Linked DNA regions of Mustela erminea: region 2 is linked to region 1. The links are chromatin contacts, called in public Hi-C maps. All regions are on one chromosome and are shown on one strand. Each heading gives the region's core, a stretch centred on a gene start, on an enhancer-like site or on the middle of the called end of the contact. The rest is flanking DNA. Distances are from core to core; before and after follow the strand shown. Region 1 holds the start of LOC116585183 (cytochrome c oxidase assembly protein COX18, mitochondrial). Region 2 holds the start of ANKRD17 (ankyrin repeat domain-containing protein 17).

Evidence for each region. A called contact is a pair of places that touch in the nucleus more often than the background predicts.
Region 2: a contact with region 1 is called in a Hi-C map of spleen, with 4 times the contacts expected there. The contact joins the promoter of ANKRD17 here to the promoter of LOC116585183 in region 1. A contact is called at or near these places in 3 of 3 Hi-C or Micro-C datasets (fibroblasts, skeletal muscle and spleen).

What each region holds. Positions count from the first base shown.
Region 1 is chr2:156,415,899-156,421,191 of mMusErm1.Pri, forward strand. It overlaps LOC116585183 (cytochrome c oxidase assembly protein COX18, mitochondrial), which reads right to left and starts at 2,480. Exons shown (of 10, transcript XR_004283494.1): 1 at 1,938-2,480; 2 at 701-801.
Region 2 is chr2:156,585,866-156,590,627 of mMusErm1.Pri, forward strand. It overlaps ANKRD17 (ankyrin repeat domain-containing protein 17), which reads right to left and starts at 1,616. Exons shown (of 33, transcript XM_032334558.1): 1 at 744-1,616. The coding sequence starts at 1,166.

The DNA.
Region 1 (5,293 bases), core at 1,230-3,729:
AGCCTAGTAAGGATTACAATTTGACTAAGTACTAACTTGGGCTGGCGGAAGCAGGACTTACAAGTTCCCAGGGGATAACAACAGGCACAGGATTGCAGCATGCACAGTCAAGCACCTTCTAAGCACTTTCTAAGAGCCCAGGTAGACAACTACACAGGGTAACCACAGCAGATAGAGAGCACCTTGGCTATCTAATTTCTTCTACCAGAGCATTCACACTTTCTACCTCCCCCTTTTTGTGGGCTGCTATAGCATTCTTTCCAAAATGGTCAAGTGTGTAAATAATCTGTATCATTTGCCGACTGAAATCCCAACAGACTAGCACAATATATCCATCCGTGAAGCCTTCCCTGACTTTCCACTAGGACTGAACTCCTTGTTCATAACCCTTTCCATAGCACTTAATTTAATCATTATTTGATTACGGGTCTTCCTCAGGAGGCTGGAGTTCCTCATGAAGGAACTTGCTCTGTTTCTCCATTTCTTGTTTTCACTATACAAAACTCATACCACACAAACTTCTTAAAATATTAAGGAGTGAAAGGACTACTTTGCTGCTAAAGCTACAGAACACCCAAACCTAGAATTAATTTAATCACTTACGCAGCATGTATATATATACACGTATAGACATAGACAGACACACACACACACACACACACACACACACATATGGTCTATATTCATAGAATTAGCTTACCTGGCAACTCTTTTGGACCATCTCAACTGATTTGCACGAACCGCAACTTCTTGGTTAAGATGCCTTGCAATGCTTTTTATTTCTGGCTGTAAATTTTCCACCTAGCTAAAGAAAAAGTAGAATTCGTTATGAGCACATAAAGGATCTTTATTCATAACTACTCAGAATTTTACTCTATTCTTCTCACTGAAAAATGTGGTTTACTGATTATTTCAAGAAAACTAAGCCTAAGGATAAGGTGTCAAATTTGCTTAAGATATCCTCAGTTACAACCAAATTCAAAGTCCAGCTTATACTCTTAGCTATGTGATCCTGGGCAAGTGGCTTAAGCTCTAAAACTGTTTCCTCATATATAAAATGTTTAACAGCACCTACCTCAGAGTCATTATAAGGATTAGATAAGAACTGAACCCTATACTTTAATGTTTCATATTGGACTTCTGAGTAATGATACTGAAAAAAAAAAAAGTCGTCAATTAAGTCTTGAATATGCTCTGTGACAGCCACAGTCACAAAAAGTTTGCATTAATTTATGCTCTGTGTTAACTGTTTCTGTAAAATACCCCACTGCCTTAATGGTGCTGATGATTCCCTTTGCTTATGGGTTCCACCTCCATCCCCAATAATTTGAAAACATGAAAACCATGATTCTTGAAGTCTTACATTTGAATAATACTTTGCTTTCAGAGCACTTTAAGCCACATTATCTGACTTGATTTCATAACATGGTGAAGTAGACCACGAAGCTACTACTATCCCGATTCCACAGGAGAGAAGCCCTGAAGCCCAAGGGGCTGCACTAACCAGAGTCGCAGCCCGAATAAGGATATCACGTTTGCAAATGGCTGGCTCAGCAGTTTTTTCTAATAAGAAAGATGAATCGGAATCCTCGGGGACAAGGATGCTGCAGACATACAGGCTGTTACGATCTTTAAGACGGCAATTGTACAGGTTTCTCCATACAATTCTGCTACCGCTGCCTTTATTCGTCTCCTTCTCCAACAGCAAGCTTAGTAACAGGGCTCTGAGCACGGACCCAGCAGGGTAAACGAAATGACAGGCACATGTGTCACCAAACATCTCTTAACTCACACACCCAATGCTAGTGAAACGTCTTAGCTAAAAAAGTGGTCGCGCTCAGGTACACTAAGCAACTCCAGAAGCGGATTCTAAGCCCCGGCAGACACACAGCACCCCTCGCCGCGCAGGCGGACGCGCAGGGAGCAGGCGCCCTCACCTTGGCCAGGATGTAGTGTTGGTAGGCGGCCAGGGGTAGCGTGACGGCGCCGCGGAGGGCCGCCGTGGTGAGACCGATGCAGGCCCACCAGGGCAGACCCGTGGCGGAGTGCACGCCGAGCAGCACCTCCTCCGTGCCCTGCACCGGCGCCGACGCGGCTAGCGCCTCGTACCAGCTGCCGGGGCCGCCAGAGGCGACCGCAGAGACGGACGCCGCCGCCGCCCACACCGGCGGAGCAGAGCGCCGAATGCCGCCCGCGGAGGCCCGCACCAGCGGCGGGTCCCGGGCCCCCAGCGGCAGTACGGCCAGCGGCCGCAGCCACCTACCGCCCGGCCGGAACAGCATGACCGCGCCCGGGCTGAGCCGAAACACCGGCCTCCGGGACCAGCGTCGGAGTCCGGGCCGCCTGGGAAGCCACGCGCACGCGCCGGCAACGCCGGGCGAAAACTCGGCGCGCGCCCTCCCTCAGGCTCGGTTGACCTTCCCGGTCCAGGCAGTGACGTCTGGCGTCGCCCTCGAGATGACGCATCGGCAGGCAGGTCCCGCCTTTTCCACGCGGCACGGGGCGGGCCTGACTGCGCAGGCCCAGAACTTTCCCGCTGCCGGCTTGGGGCTCCCCCGAGGCCCGACGGAGTGCAGAGCTAGGGGCGGGGCTTGCTGCCTCGGGCCCGGCGGGGCGGTCGCTGGAAGCGCTTGCCTCTTAAATTGGCCTTCCGCGGGTGCGTTTGCATTCCTTTTCACTTAAAACTAGTCATTTGCTTTGTAGTGGGTTCAATTTGGTCGGTGGTTTTCGTGACCTAGAGGGTAGCACCCCCCCCCCCCCCGCCCCGACCTCTTTACGTGCACCCTCATTGCTTCTGCGAGAGCCCAGGTGGATTACACGGCGCGTCGCAGGCTGCAGAGAGGCCGGCGCTTCTGGCCGACCCGAGTTTAATGCGCATCCATTAGGCACTGGTCAAAGTTCAGTATGTGGAAGAGAGATTTAACTGGCTCATCTGTTCAGCTAACCCAGCTGCAAACCGAGTGTCAGTTTTTATCTCCCATTATAAGTAGCAAAACTCAAGGATACTCGCCTTCCTTGAGGCGTTATCACTGGCAGGGAGACGAGGCCTTCACTAGAGCTTACATGCATCTTACATAAAGGTTCGAGAGCCTGAAAGTAGCATTAACCGTCTTCGACTTAAAAAGAATATGCCTCATCTATACGGACTAATTTTGACTTTTGTGTTCCGGGCAGCAGTATACAAACTGGAATGGAGTGAGAGTTTAATCACAGAAGGGTCACCCCTAAACCTAGAACCCAAATTGCGTTGTGCGGAATAAAACGTTGGTTAAAACAAGCCTCTGACAAATGTTGGGTAATGTTAAGTTGCAGCTATGGTTCTTATTTAATTATGCAATAATTATGCGTAATTTTGAAATACGTTTACATACAAATTCCAATTTATGCTATACAGAGCCTTTTTAAAAGAAAAAGGTACCAATGTATCTCCCTATCCATTTAAGTTTTAAAAAAGCAACCCCGGCGTCTGTGTGGCTCACAGCGGATCTGGTGGAGGTCCTAAACCGAGACCCCACTTGGGCTCCGTGCTCAGTGGGGAGTCGGCTTGAGGATTCTTTCCTTCTCTCTGCTCCTCCCTCCCACTCATATACTCGCTCTCTCTAGTAAATGAGTCTTTTAAAAATATTTTTAAAAATAAGCAAAAAATTAAAAAAAAAAAAAAAAGCAACTGGTAGCTAGTGACTACTAGTTCAATTTGGGAACAGTTTTTTTTTTTTTTTAAGATTTTATTTATTTATTTGACAGAGAGGGAGAGATCACAAGTAGGCAGAGAAGCAGTCAGAGAGAGAGGAGGAAGCAGGCTCCCTGCTGAGCAGAGAGCCCAATGCAGGGCTTGATCCCAGGACTCTGGGATCATGACCTGAGCCAAAGGTAGAGGCTTAACCCACTGAGCCACCCAGGAACCCCTGTGGGAACAGTTTAAATGGAAATATCTTCGCCTAAAGATTGGAAGTAAAGGAGCAAATTCTATGCTGCTGCAGTTCTCTCTGCCCAGAGAACTGGTATCATTGGAAATTGGCCCTTCCACAGTCACAGTTAAGCCTAGAGATTCTAACCCTTTAATATTCAGGAGAAACAGAGTTGATTAAGGTTTGCCTTTTCCAGAGTCACATTATATTCTCATTCTAAAGTGTTTCATTGCTTTAGTTTCAATATTGTGACCTCAATAAAATTTATATTTAACTTCTATAATTTCGTACTTATTAACATAATAGAGATGATCAGAACTTATCTATTTGGTAAAGAATGCTGGGGTAAGTCTTTGTCAGTTATATAGCTCAATACAAAGGGAGTGTTAGTGCTAACGTGTATGTACGGATTAATCCAAAATTCTTGAGTTGCAGAGTACAGGACGATAAGACCATACATTGAACAAACTAACTGGTATCTTGTCAAATCTAACACTGCAAATGAACTTGTGCTGTATACTTGGACATTTTTTTAAAGTTCAGCAATTATAATTAGCCATTCTTGTCTTTACTATGTCACACAACTAATTTTTTTTAACTTTAAGCATCTCAAAAATAGATACTGTTTCATTTTTTCCTGCAGTTTCTGAAATTCTTACCCATCAGTGCTGAACAGAGTGGGTTCAAAAATTAAAAATTGGAGTACAGGCTATTTACACATATAAACTATATAAATGTACACTTAAATTTCTCATTTCCCAAATATGCCCTCTGAAATGCTTGACAAAAGAACTTTTAAAAGATAATTTTCATGAGTAATTGTTAAAAGGACCTCTCAGAATTCGATTTAGGTTGAATTTCTTTTTCTTTCCTACTCATTTAATGCATTGCTTTTTAAAACCAAAGTTAATGTAAAATTAGCTTTTCATTTCTATTGAAAAATATTCTCTCATCTTTCTTAACATAGTTCTTACTTAGCATGCACTTTCGAAACTGTGAATGCATTTAAAGATAGAAGTCTAGGGGCGCTTGGGTGGCAGTGGGTTAAAGCCTCTGCCTTCGGCTCAGGTCATGATCCCAGGGTCCTGGGATAGAGCCCTCACAGCAGGCTCTCTGCTCAGCAGGGAGCCTGCTTCCTCCTCTCTCTCTCTCTCTCTGCCTGCCTCTCTGCCTACTTGTGGTCTCTGTCTGCCAAATAAATAAAATCTTAAAAAAGAAAAAGTCTAATATGAAACCTCTTTAATACACCTTAGTCATGACTCCAACTATCATAGCACAAAGAAATTCTTATTTATGTCAAGTCATAGTTGCATAATTTTCACTCACTTACCCAAAATACAAATGATAGAATTTTTGCAATCAAGGTATGTAACATAGTAAGTCAT
Region 2 (4,762 bases), core at 366-2,865, 170 kb after region 1:
AGATACGTATGCATGCACATGTCACAGTCAAAGCTATTTTTCAGCCACTGAGTTATATAAAAACGTATATGGATCTAAGTTCAGTTCATCCACCATCCCTGAGAGAGCAAAGAGCTAAAGGCTACTTCAGCAGCCACGATGCTTATGGGAAGAAAAAAAAACAAAAAACAAAACCCAAAAGCCCTGCAGCAGAACAGTATGGAAAAGTACAGCTTCTCACGTGTCTCTCCCATACACACATACTTAGCCCTGAGTCCATTACAACCTTACCTCCCCGCAGAAGCGCCCCGGTGCACCTCGCGAGTGGGAGAAATGTACCAACCTCCGGGCCAGTCCCCAGGAGACTCCGCTGCCTATTATCTTCGCCCTCCCGCTTCGGTCCCGCCCCCGCCCCAGGAATAACATGGCCCTACTGACCCCAGGCCGACTCCGCCGGGCGTGCAGAGGGCATCTAACCAATTCCGTCCATCCTTAACCGTGTGAACCGTCCCAAGATAACCTGCTGCTCACCCACTCGGGGGGGCTGTGTGGTCCTCCCACCCCCCACGTGTCAGCTACCCTCCCCCACTCCCCCCCCCCCCACCTCACGATTTGGGCCGGGGAAAGAAAGAGGGCAGAGGGACGCCTGGCCGCTAAGACAGATCAAGCCCCAGGAGTCTGTCCCACCGCAAGCCCCCTCCCGCCCTCGGCCCCGACCCTTTACGGTCCCTTCCTCCCTCCAGCCTTGGAAACCAGGCCCTTGCCTCAGAAACCTCCTCTTCCTCGTCGTCGTCGTCCTCTTCTTCCTCGCTGTTGTTGCTGCTGGTGCCGCCGCCGCCGCCTCCGCCACCGCCGCCGCCTCCACCGCCGCCGCTGTTGTCGCTGTCGCTGCTGCTTTCGCTGCTGCTGGGGGGTCGGCAAGTCCGGTTACGCTTGGCCTTGTGGTGCTGCTGCTGCGGCGGCTTCTTCTTCAGGAGGAGGTCGCAGACGCGCACCATCCCACGAGGAGAAGAGGCCGAGCGAGCCCCGCTGCCGCCGCCAACGCCGCTGCCGACCTCCGCCGCCGCCGCCGCCGCCGCCGCCACGGGGGGGCCCGCCACGGCCGCCACCGCCGGGGGGCTCCCTTCTCCCTCAGCAGCCGCCGCCGCCGCCGCCGCCGCCGCCACCGGAACCGTCGCCTTCTCCATCCCCAGGGAAAGAGGGAGGGCGCGGACGGGGGAGGGGCGTGGGGGCTACGCTCTACCGCGACTTCGGCCGCACCGGGGCCGACACAGCGCTCGGTGCCGCCTCCGCCGCCACCGCCTCGGTCACCTCTACTGCCGCCGCCGCCGCCGCCGCTCCGCCAGCTCTCACCTCGTCTCGCGATACTAAGGGCGGGGAGGCTGACGATGGGAGGGAGGGAAAGGGAGGGAGTGTGAGGGAGCAAAGGGGGGGGGGAGGCGTAAAGAGAGACCCGGGTGTCGGGAGACCCAGAGGAAGGGAGACTGCGGAAAGGCGAGGGAAGTGTGCCTAGGGCGACTTCCGAGAGGGGGGCGGCGGGGACAGAAGAGACCCGCGGTTACTGTCCTAGCGCCAGCGAGCGCCCGGATTTCTTCTCTTTCCTCGCTATTTCCCCCACACACAGCCCTTCAGACCTCCCTTCTTCCTTCCTCGCTGGTGACTAGAACGCAGCCGCAGGCGGAAGTGCGGGTGACGCCATCAGCCGTCGCCCGAACGGTGGCGCGCGGGTGGCCGAAAGACGAAAGTGCGATTTCGAGGGCCGGGTTCCGGGTCCCGGCGGGCGGGCCGCGCTGCGAGGCGGGCGGCCCCCGGGCAGGCTGCAGAGGAACGCCCCGGGTAGGGTGGGACGCCGGCGCGGAAGCGCCGTCCCGACGCTTTTGTTAGCGGGAGGCCCGCAGCGCCAGATCCGGGAGGTGGGGCCTCTTTCTGGACTGTCGGACGTCGTTTCGCTCCTGGCCATGTTTCCCACCTCCGAATGCTGCTGAGGGCTGTGGGTCTGTGAGAGATGGCGCCGTGCGCGTCGGAGAGCCCTCCTTGCCTAAGTTTTCAGTGTTGAGTTACGGACTTCCCGGCCCTGACTTTACCGTTGTGTGCTACGGAGTTCGAAGAGGTGAAGTCTGAGATTACCACGACTTTGAAGTTTCCAAAGGGGAGAAGACAGGAGAAGGAAGCAGGATCGGTGCCAGGCTTTTGCAGACGGTTCGCGGAATGACCCTGATTTAGGTCTTCCAGTCCTCCCCGACTCAGCTTTTATCTGTGGAGGGAGCATTATAAATAATCATCCTTGTCTGTGCCTCTCTTGGAAGGAATGTGGTGAAGGGGGTTTTGATTTGTAGATGTATGAAGGACTTCCAGGACTTTCTGAAATAATAGCGTATCTTACTGAATTCAGAATTATCCCTTTCTGGTCCAATAAGAGTACAGTGGCATAAGGAAAATGAAGAAAACATCAAAGGCAGATGTACTGGCACAGGATAAAAAGTATGTCTCAGCTGACATAGTTGCCATTTTAAGACTGCTAAGTTTAATTGAGTGTGCCTGAATTTTTTTTTTTTTAGCATTTTTTTTTCTTTTTAGCATTGGCATACCATATGAAATGTGGGCAGTTGCCAGTACTCTACAGAGTACTATGGCAGAATTGGCAATGACTGAATCAATTCATTCAAACAAAAATTCATCATGTTCCTACTGTGTGCATAGGTTTTGAAATCAAAGTCTCCGCTTCCAGGGGCTGTATAGTAAAATAAGTGCTGTGGTAGATACACACACTGGGCTAACTATCTGCCTGTTCCTCTCCTACAGTGGTTGCTGAGTTGCTGTGCAGAACATTACATTGTGTATCATACCACTACGGGTTTAGGCTCTAGGAGCACAGCTGTATATCCATCAGCACCTTCTTTTCTCTTCCCACCAAAATACTTTTTACAGTCTTAAGTCCTAGCCACATTTCATTATATGACTTTACTTCAAACATCAAAAGAAGATTGATGGTGTTAGGCATAAAGTTCAACTTTCCAAATGCTGAAGACTTAGATACTTCCAGAACTTTCCTTTTCCCCAGTATCAGAGGAATGAGACATTCCCTGCTCTTACAGAGATGAATTATCCATCTGTGCTCTAGTTCCAGTAGCTGCTTTCTCTTCCTTTTATTACCTTTTCTATCTTTAATCCTCCATATTTCTGGTTCCACTCCATTTCCTTTCCTTCACAATTCTTTAAAGAAGATTGTTACCTGAATTTTACTTGTTAACCCTTTGCACTCTAACTTCTGTACTATCACACTATCAAAAACCCTCTTTAATCCCATTACTAAAAAATAAATTCTTGCTCTTTTACATAGTAGTAAAATATCTTGTTGGGACTAGTAAAATTTGGTCAAGCTACCCTGTTATTAGACAGAGTGCCTGCAGTGACTTTCTGTTATTTTTGGCTACCCTTTTTTTTTTTTTTTTTTTTTTTTTTTTTAAGAGCCTTGTCAAAGACTTGACTAGCCATTCATGAAACATTTCTTCTTCCTGGACATACAGCTAGACTAAAATTCCCAATTTCCTTTGCATTTAGTTGGGGCCATGTGGTTGACTTTTAGCAAATGAAATGTGAATGGAAGTGATGCATTCATTTTCAGGTTTAGTAAAGTTCCTTACATCCTCCCTTACTCTTTCTCCATCAGCTTGTAGCAAGTGAGTATCATAACCTTGAAAACTATATGTTGGAGATGCCAGTGCCAGAAAAGTGGCACATGAATAGCCAAATCACAACTTGGAAGATCTCCACCTTCAAATTAGAGAAACTCTTTTTTTGGACTTATTATAAGAGAGAAAATTGAGATTTGAGAATTTATATGTTATAGGAGCCAGAATGACCATAACTAATCCGGAAATTGGTACCAGAAGGGGAATACTGCTAGGACAGTAATCTAAAATCTGTTGCATTGGCTTAGTGATGATGTAGCAGATGTTAGAGAAACTGATATAGGAGGCCAGAAGAAGGAGACCCAGGTTTTGTAGGGCAGCATAACTGAAAAGCATATCACCTATCTATTGAGACTAGCTCCAGGGAAATGGTTCAAGAGAATAAAAGTAATAGCATATTTTGAATTTTACATTTTGCTTTTAGAAAGGTTTTACTAAAAAGATAAGCTCAAGGAAAGAATGGCAGAAATGCAAATGCATATGAATACTTGGAAGGATCAGACATGCTGACTTTCTAGAACTTGAGTGGTTAAAAAATGAAATGGAAGAAGCCTTGTGGGGTGCCTGGGTGGCTCGGTGGGTTAAGCCTCTGCCTTCGGCTCAGGTCATGATCTCAAGGTCCTGGGATCGAGCCCTGCATCAGGCTCTGAGAGCCTGCTTCCCCACCTCTCTCTCTGCCTGCCTCTCTGCCTGCTTGTGATCTCTCTCTGTCAAATAAATAAATAAAATCTTGAAAAAAAAAAAAAGAAATGGAAGAAGATTTGAGTACAGTACAGCAACAAAGATTATATCCAGGTTTGGTGTTCCCATCCAAGACCATTATTTTAGATGGCCTGAAGGTGGCTGAGATGAAGTACTAAAGAAACGGACATGGGCTCAAGGAACCAAAGAAGTAAATCAAGTTCAAGAATTACATAAGAAAGAAAGTTGGGTCAGGGTACCTGGCAGGCTCACTCAAGAGAATGTCACTCTTGATCTCAGGGTCATGAGTTCAAGCCCCAAGTTGGGTGTATAAGTTACTTAAATAAGTAAATAAACTTAAAAAAGAAAAAAATGAACAAACTTTAGGTGTAGTTACTGGAACCAAATGG